Linked DNA regions of Zea mays: region 1 is linked to region 2. Evidence: chromatin contacts called from public Hi-C data. All regions are on one chromosome and are shown on one strand. Each heading gives the region's core, a stretch centred on a gene start, on an enhancer-like site or on the middle of the called end of the contact. The rest is flanking DNA. Distances are from core to core; before and after follow the strand shown.

Region 1 (4,100 bases), core at 74-2,573, 250 kb before region 2:
ATTTTTTTTTCTTCTTCTTCACTACAAACAGTTTCTCTAAATAAAACTGTTTGATAGAACTTCTCCTCGATCGAAAGCTGAAGCCGAGAGAAGACATGCATGGTCTAAATAAGTTCACTAATTTAGTTGACATATTCGGTATCACAAACTTGTATGTTTTTAGTACAGAAAAAAAAAGGTGAAAACAGTTGGGACTTGTTGGACCCGTTCCATGAAAAATGGGCCCCGGCCCCGCACACCGCGGTTCGGAGATAGACACAGAACCGTACCTTAGCACCATCATGGACACTACACTACGATCCCGATCAGCCCTTTTTGAACCAGAATCATTTATTCGTGGTAGTGGTAGTGGTAGCACCCATGATCTCCTTGAAAAGGTATCACGCGTCAGCGTCACCATATATATAAAAAAAATCACTCTCCGCTATATGAGATATGTTATGGCCTACGTACAGGCGCGCAGGTATATTGGCCGCTATGAGTACAATGCAATGATGAGAGAAGCAGGTGCATGTCCCGCCGCGCCCAAAAGCTCCGATCCGGGGACGGACGAGAGCGAGACATGGAAGCCGTGAAGTACCCGAAAGATCCATGGAGTACGCCTTAAGCAAGGGCCTGTAGCTTTTAGCTTTGCTACTACCGTGTGTGGTACTGGGACCGCCGGACGTACGAAAGGCGAGGACGAGCGAAACATGCATGCCGGGTCTGCCCGGGAAAAAGCCCATGCACAGGCTGCATGCAAGCAAGCGCTGCAAACAGCGACTGAAGAAAAAGGGGTGAGGAAAAAACTAAAACGAACACCTTGTTGTTGTGCCGTTCCGGTTCCGGGCGCACACGCCGAGGACTGCCGGTAGTAACGGCGTGTGGAACGGGTCAATTTAACAAGCGGGACGAGAGGATGAGCTTCTCAGGCACAACACAAAGCGTATCGATGTCATATTGTTCGAAGTGTGGTCTCCGTTTTTCGAGCAGTTTTGAAGATGGCTGTGCTTCACAATCACAAACAGTGCTCGAATAAGCCCATTTACCTGCCCTTCGACCCTGTCCTGAAGAAATATGGTGGAACAGGCCGCAGCCCACGTAATAAGCTGAGGAGTATAGGCCCATCTTGGACTTTTAAGACAGCGCTGCGGCTGCGCTCGATCGAACCAAAAAAAAAAAGAAAGGAAAATCCACATGCAATGCAAAAGATCTCGACATATATCTTACGATCCGATGGGCCTACACGCTGACACGCCGACGCTTTTGGGTCTTGAGTCTTGACCCCATGGGCCCCGCCCGCCCGCCCGCCAAGTGCGCGTCTGCTTCGGATCTTCGTCACCGGATAAGCCACCTGCTTCCGATCGCACAGCCCTATCAACTCTCCTCGCCTGCCGTCGCCGCCTCGCGCTCTCCGATCCCGCGCATATTCTCCACCAGTAGTCCTCTGCTCCGCCACACCCACCACTGCTAGGGCGCCGCGCCGCAGGCCCGCAGCCCCCTAATCTCCGAGTGCTGATCACGCGGAAACCGATGGCGCTCCTCGCGCCGAGCCCGCGCGCGCTCCGCGTGCGGGAGACCGCGGCGGCGGCGCTCCCGCACTCATCGGCGACCGCTGCATGCTCGACCGTCGGCGGCGGGGCGGCCAGGCGGGCGCTGTGGCTGTGGGACAACGGCGGCGGGACCGGGACGGGGAGGAGGAAGGAGCACCGGGAGAGAGTCCGGCCGGAGGCGTACTGCTGGGACGTGTCCAGGCCGGTGGAGATGGAGGAGATCGACAGCATCGAGAAGCTCGATGATGCGCTCAGGTGGTCCGTCGAGAACAACCAGCCCGTCGTCATCGACTGGTACGAGAGTGCTAGCTTGTTGGTTGTTGCACATGTTGCCAGACCTGCAATGATCTCACTCTACTCCATTGACCTGTCTGGTTTTCGGATGTTGATTGTCATTAGAGTAGAATCGAGATGATTTTTCGCCTTTATTTTATCCGCATGCTTAAATCTAATATCATATCTCATCGGAAGTTGAGGCGCTGTCTATTGCTTCCAGGATGGCAGGTTGGTGTCGGAAATGCATCTACCTGATGCCCAGAATGGAGAAGATGGCAGGAGAATATCCTGAGTTAGTGTGACTTCACCTCAGCAGAATGTTTTTTTCGGCACAGTTTAGAGTTCTGTCCTATTGATACCTTAGCAAGTAAACTGAACCCGAGTTCTAAATACATACACATCTGAGATTATGAAATGTGTTGATCTGTTTAAATCACGTTTCTGTTGCAGAGTGAGGTTTTACTTCATCGATGTCAATAAAGTTCCACAGGGGGTGGTGAAAAGAGGAAATGTAACTGTAAGTCGGCAAATTCAGAGATTGTTGACAAGATAGTAGTTCATTCAAAAGGACTAAAATAATCTGACTGCCTTGCCTTTCTGTGTGCAATACTGCAAATCTACCTTCAGAGAATGCCCACTATTCAGGTGCCACTGCATTTTCTTCTGCCAATTCATTCCTTTCTTCCAAGAAACCGTGAATGCCTTGTAACTTGAAAAACATTGATCCTAAACCGTGCATTCATGTTCAGCTATGGAAGGATGGAGAGTGGAAAGCGGAAGTAATAGGAGGCCACAAAGCTTGTCTTGTGATGGATGAGGTTAGAGAAATGATCGAGAATAACAAGTGACTAAACACCCAAGTTATGCAATAGATGTTGTACTGTGTTTGATGTAAGTATAGACATCAGACGATCTCTTCATATACTAAGCTGAAATCAAATCACGTTTTAGTTTTGTACTAAGCCAAACTTGCTGATTTGAACCAAGCTTACTGAAAAATGCATTAACATCTACGATATCAAACAAATCTCAAAATACATTTCATGGTGTATTTTATTAATCTTGTTTGGTGTTTTAGTTGTTTGTGCATTTTTTCTTTTAACGTGGTCAAAGATTAAAAAAAAGTTTGACTTATGACAAAACAAAAATGGATTACAATTGTAACAACAAAGGGAGTAAAATCCATAGGATATATTGTATTTCAGGAATCAGGATGGAGGGGGGATATCTTGAATTATCATATCCTTCTTTATGTACTGGTCATACTGTATTTTGTCCGGTTCTCTTATGTTGGAACTAGATGAACTTTTATCCCAACACAACTGCACAAGTAAGGAAAATGAACACGTTCTGCAACTATGCAAGGATGGAGAATATATAGATAGCAGAATTCACAGGAAATGCATGAATTTGTTATCCAAAAGAACAAGTGATTGGATACCTGACCCGTGCAATTGATACGTAGAGATGCGTGACAATAAAAAGTTGCAATGGTCAATAAGCTAAACTTTTCACGTCCCTGTCATATCATAGCCGCTGAAGTCTATCCAGTCTGGCAATTTAATTTCTCTTCTGACTCGTTTCCAGCAAGAGGCTACAAGTAGTGGTGTATATTCACAGGAAGAAAGAAAGAGCAAGCATGTTGCTGTAAAGAATCAAATAATCCAGTGTTTCCAATTCTGCTCAACCAATATGTCTACAAGATTCCATCCAATATAGTACTACTTAATTACATAGTAACAGACCCATTTATAACCCATAAGGACCAGATGAACAACCTGCAACTGCAAGCTGCCCAGAAGTGGCGGCCATTTCAATCCTCGCGGGCAGCTTTGCGGTGCGACGACGTCGCGGCGGGCGACAACGATGGAGAGGCGTCGTCGGTGCCGACGGGGACGTCGGAGAGCGGCGCCAGCACGCGCCTGACGCTCATGGAGCGCATGGGGCGGAAGCTGAGGGACCTGAGCCGGCCGTCCTTGGAGAAGACGTCGGAGGAGCTGCGGAGGATGAGGTAGACCAGCCCCTGGACGAGCACGAACACGGCCACCTTGGCGAGCGCGTCGCGGAGCTCCGGCGACAGCGACGGGAACGCCGACCCGTCCATGGCGTACGTGGAGAGACGCTGGCAAGGTGGAGAACTGGAGACTGGAGAGGGAGATGCGTGTGGATTCGCGGCGTATGGGTGTGTGTGATCGATGAGATGATGGCGGGAGAGAGGTCGGTAGTCGTCGCCTGCTTTATATAGAGCGGCCGGCCCGGGTAGCTTCTAGTTCTAGCTCGTGGGTTTGCAGC
Region 2 (4,203 bases), core at 1,144-3,643:
TAATCTTGTCACATAGGCATATTAGTGTTAGACATGCTATAGGCCTGGATGGTTCTTGGATCATGAGATAGCTACATGAAGACAGCAGCTCTGAAGTTTCCAGTACTAGGTAGTAGCTAGTTGAGTTAGTCAACTTGAAGGTTACCACTGCAGGAAGCAACAAGCAAATTGCTGTGGTGAAAAAATAGAGCAAAATAACTTTTACTTCTAATAACTGTAACAGCTGATTGCTTAGCAAGCAAGTAGAGTAATGTGAGCTGTGTACTACCAGGTCTGTTCCTGTAGCAGTACTGTAATAGTCATCCGATCCTGAAAGTCATACAAAAGGGGCAGGATATGGCGCAAGGTCATCCAAACATGTACAGATTCTACCCAAACATATCCTACAGATCATTTCTAGGATAAAGATTTCCTGTCCTGCAGACAACTGATCAATTTCAGAGCACAAGGTACCACTTCAACTCGCATGGAGAGTCACGACAGCAGCAGTGATGGAGCTTTCACTGAACAGTTCAAAATTTTGAGAGGCACATACAGAGAACATCTGTATCCTCTCTAGCCATGTTCTTCCTTCTCTTGTCTCACTTTTTTCCTTCTACCAGAAGCTTGTTCCCGATGTATCTCTGATCCTGATCTAATCCCCATGCCTGCTATGAATTCCAATCTTCTAAAGGTTGTAACCTGAACCTCAGATATGTTACACGTGTTCTGCTTATGGATTAGGGGTTGGGAATTGGGGTTGCTAACACAGGAAAACGTCGTGTAGGAGAGAGTTTGGGATATAGAAAAGAGAGAGCTTGGTTGTGAACATCAAGCTAGTGTATAGTGTCTAGTAAGCCTGTGTGTATATATATACCATAGCTTGGTAGTGAAGATCAAGTGAGGTGTGTAAGCTTGTTGTAGGAAGCTATAAGATTAGTACAGTGCAAACTTGTGTTACTAACTTACTAGCTAGTTGTGTGGTTGTAAGAGAGAAACAAAGTTATTTTGTTTCCAACAAGGGCTTCCCATCAATCAATCCCAGCTTACAGCTCTGACTAGTAAATTTAGTTATTTTGCTTGTGTAAAACAACAAACAGACAATGAATGCTACATAGGTAGAGTGAGATACACACCAATGACTTCATCTGGTACCTCGACCACTGCCGCTTTTGCGTTGTAAGGACTTCCGGATTGTAAGTTCCTGACAGGTCTGGTGCGGACGAAAACCCTTTCATGATTTTCGAAAAATGCTGCTGAAGCTTCTGCATTGGGCTGCCACTCTCATCTTTGGATGAATACACTACAGATGTCCGTGCAGACTGTGCAGTGGCAGCCGAGGCCGCAGCGATAAACGCTCTTGCAACCTCTTCGGTTGTTTGAATGAGGTTTGATGTGTTGAATTTAATACCCTCTGACCCATCATTCTTGTCCACCATCCTAAATGCCTGGTAATCATGCAAGCACGGAGATTGCTATTTCAGTGGTGTGATCGAGAGAGCAGATGGTAGTCATTATTTGTTAGTCACACAACAATAGGAAACATGAAGTAGTAGCACGAAAAACTTCCAAGGTCACGTTCATGTTCCAGTTATAGCATCTATCCAACAAGCAAATTGTAAGCCATTCTATCAATGTCCGCTTTGGGTCACCTAATTCCAATCATATAAAACTCCTGCCATCCACAGAACCTTAGATGTTCACTTCTACTAAAAAAACACCAAAACATGGCAGCTAAAACGGGTAACGAACAGCATGAAACAAACTAGTGTCTCAATCTAATATGCAGCCATAAAGCCACCTAACAACCAACTGCATGTACTTTGCTAAACTAAAAGGACCCCCCACTGAGCACACATCCCACTTTTCTGAGAGAATCACACAAGAGCGATGGCGGAATCTTAAAAGCGACAGCAAATCAAACGAAAGCACATAATTCTACACTAATATCAGATTTCCCGTCGCGGAGTGACAGGGACCAGCTCTTGTGGAGAACTGGAGTCTGGAGATGCCTATTCACAGTTTCGCACGCCGCTCCCAAAGGGGAAAAAAGTTATAACGAAGTCCACACACATGGATGTCGAAATACTGTGTCAGAATTGCTAGTTGACTACTCCAAAATCCATCAATCCAGTGTTCACGCGGGTGAGGGAAATCCGCGCACTCCAACCCACCAGATGCCTCAAAAAAATTACCAGCGGCGGCCGGGTAAGCAGGAATCGAATCTAGGCCAGCAGAAGAAGAAGAAAATCGGCAAAACCACCAAGAACAAATCGCTCACCAGTGGTTCCCGCGGCGGAGATGGGCTCGACGCTTCGCCCCGCGCTGATGTCTTCCTCCTGCTGCGTGCGGCGGCGCCCAAATACGACCCGGGACCGGGATCAGGACCAGCCGGCGGATGCGATGGCCTCCTCCCTCCCTCTCCCTCTCCCTCTCCCTCTCTCCCCTATCTTCTCTTCTCCCTCTGTTTTTCCCCAGTTTAATGCTTCGATTAACTATGGCGATTCGTTATGAATCGCGCAGATTTCGTTGGGTTTGGACAGGAGAGGAGAGATTTCGAAAGCGAGTTTTTCCCGTGGCGGAGTGGGACTCTGCTGGAACTGGGGCTCGATCTGCTGCCACTGCGCGTGGGCTCGGCTCGGCCGGTCCAGTATCGCGGGGCCCAGCGATGAGGAAGCAGGGTTCTAGTTGAGTTGACCCGGACTCTGTGGCCTCCTGTGTGGGCGGGTGCTCTCCGCGCCGCGCCTTGCGACGCGTGGCCAGCTGTGAGTGGAGCCAGCAGCGTCCCCTTCTACGTTTTTCTCTGGCTACGCTGTACACGGCGGCTGCCAGGCAGGCACCAGACATGTTTTTTTTAATGTAAATTTGCTGGGATTTTTGTTCCTAGCTTATTGAATTTTGATCCGAATAGTTTACTGATTGTTTAGGCTTTTTTATTAGCTTGTCAGTCAGGCATAGAAATACGCAGGAAGAGCCCTCACCTCTCAGGCTCTCAGTGACGTACGTATAGGTATTAGGCAGTGTTCAACTAGCCTTGTTCCAGCAAACAACTTTGTTGTCTTTTGTTCACTCTGATACCCAGCAATCGATTTTTTTTGTCTTTTGCTCACTGCTTGATTAAGATAATACGGCATTGGTTTTCCAGTCGTTTTCTGCTTGGCTCCTACCGAGCATGTCATTAGGACACTAGCGGTGGTTTGCGTTCTGGAAAGATGCCCAGTATATGCATGCTTATGGTCGAGAGATTATTCGTGTTCCTATGTGCATAGAAAGTTATTTCTGTGATATTTTGTGCAGTCCATCGAGGAATTTTTATAGTGATCCATCATACACTAAAATCCAAGTGAGGACCCGATCGGCCAATGGAATGGAGTAGGCAGAAATCAAAGCGATCGTTGCTGTCACTTTTTTCACTAGAACGATGGATTGGCCTGTAATCAAGGATCCATCCATGGATACGTCAAATCGAGCTTCTGCGTTTTGACCTAATTAGTGCTGCCGTTTATTCTGGATACGAGGAGGCCAGCCAGATCTCTCGCCACAAGTCCTTTACTATTGCTACTACTACGCCACAAGTACAGTACACAATCCAGTCTGTCCAGAGCCGTTACCCTACGGTCCAGAAGCTGGATCCATCCAGGGACATGTCGGATCCGTTACTCTGACAGTTGGATGACCCGTTGTACTCCTGCGCGAATCCTGCGCCTCCACACGGCACGCGTGCTGCGAGCACATGCATGCGACCACAGGAAGTAACGGCACATCTGTTTCCTTGGGAGGGAGGACACACACAACAAAAAATGAAACGAAATGATCAGGCCAGACGCCCAGGCCACGTGGTCGGCCATACGGGCGGCGGGGGCGACAGCGATGCGGTCCGGTCCGGATGTCGTTTCCTCGCTCGCTCGCTCGCCCCCTTTTCGCTTTCTTCGGCCCACGCGGGGGCGTGACGCGCGGGCCCATTACGAGCCCGCCTAACCAGAGAGCAGAGGAACTCGCTACGCGCACCCAGTCCAGGTGTGAGGTGTCACTCCTCGCGCAGAACTCTGACTGCACGCGCGTGCTGCCGTGCTTTTCTTCTAGTCCTATAGATCTTGCAGCGACCTTACGCTTGAGCTCGGGCTCGACCTAACCACACTACGGCTTGGTCTCCAACTCCAACTCCGTGTTGGATGTGAACCAGAAAACGCTGAAACCTGAAACGGAACGGAAGCATGAAAAAAG

Evidence for each region. A called contact is a pair of places that touch in the nucleus more often than the background predicts.
Region 1: a contact with region 2 is called in a Hi-C map of endosperm, with 2.9 times the contacts expected there. The contact joins the promoter of LOC100284788 here to the promoter of LOC100216636 in region 2. A contact is called at or near these places in 3 of 25 Hi-C or Micro-C datasets (bundle sheath, endosperm and leaf).

What each region holds. Positions count from the first base shown.
Region 1 is chr4:182,339,431-182,343,530 of Zm-B73-REFERENCE-NAM-5.0, reverse strand. It overlaps LOC100284788 (thioredoxin-like 5), which reads left to right and starts at 1,323. Exons shown (of 5, transcript NM_001157683.2): 1 at 1,323-1,826; 2 at 2,029-2,100; 3 at 2,259-2,325; 4 at 2,436-2,453; 5 at 2,558-2,831. The coding sequence starts at 1,513. The coding sequence ends at 2,656. It overlaps LOC100277186, which reads right to left and starts at 4,019. Exons shown (of 1, transcript NM_001291598.2): 1 at 3,301-4,019. The coding sequence starts at 3,912. The coding sequence ends at 3,622.
Region 2 is chr4:182,088,506-182,092,708 of Zm-B73-REFERENCE-NAM-5.0, reverse strand. LOC100216636 reads right to left here and starts at 2,393. Exons shown (of 20, transcript NM_001360066.1): 1 at 2,261-2,393; 2 at 1,116-1,427. The coding sequence starts at 1,418.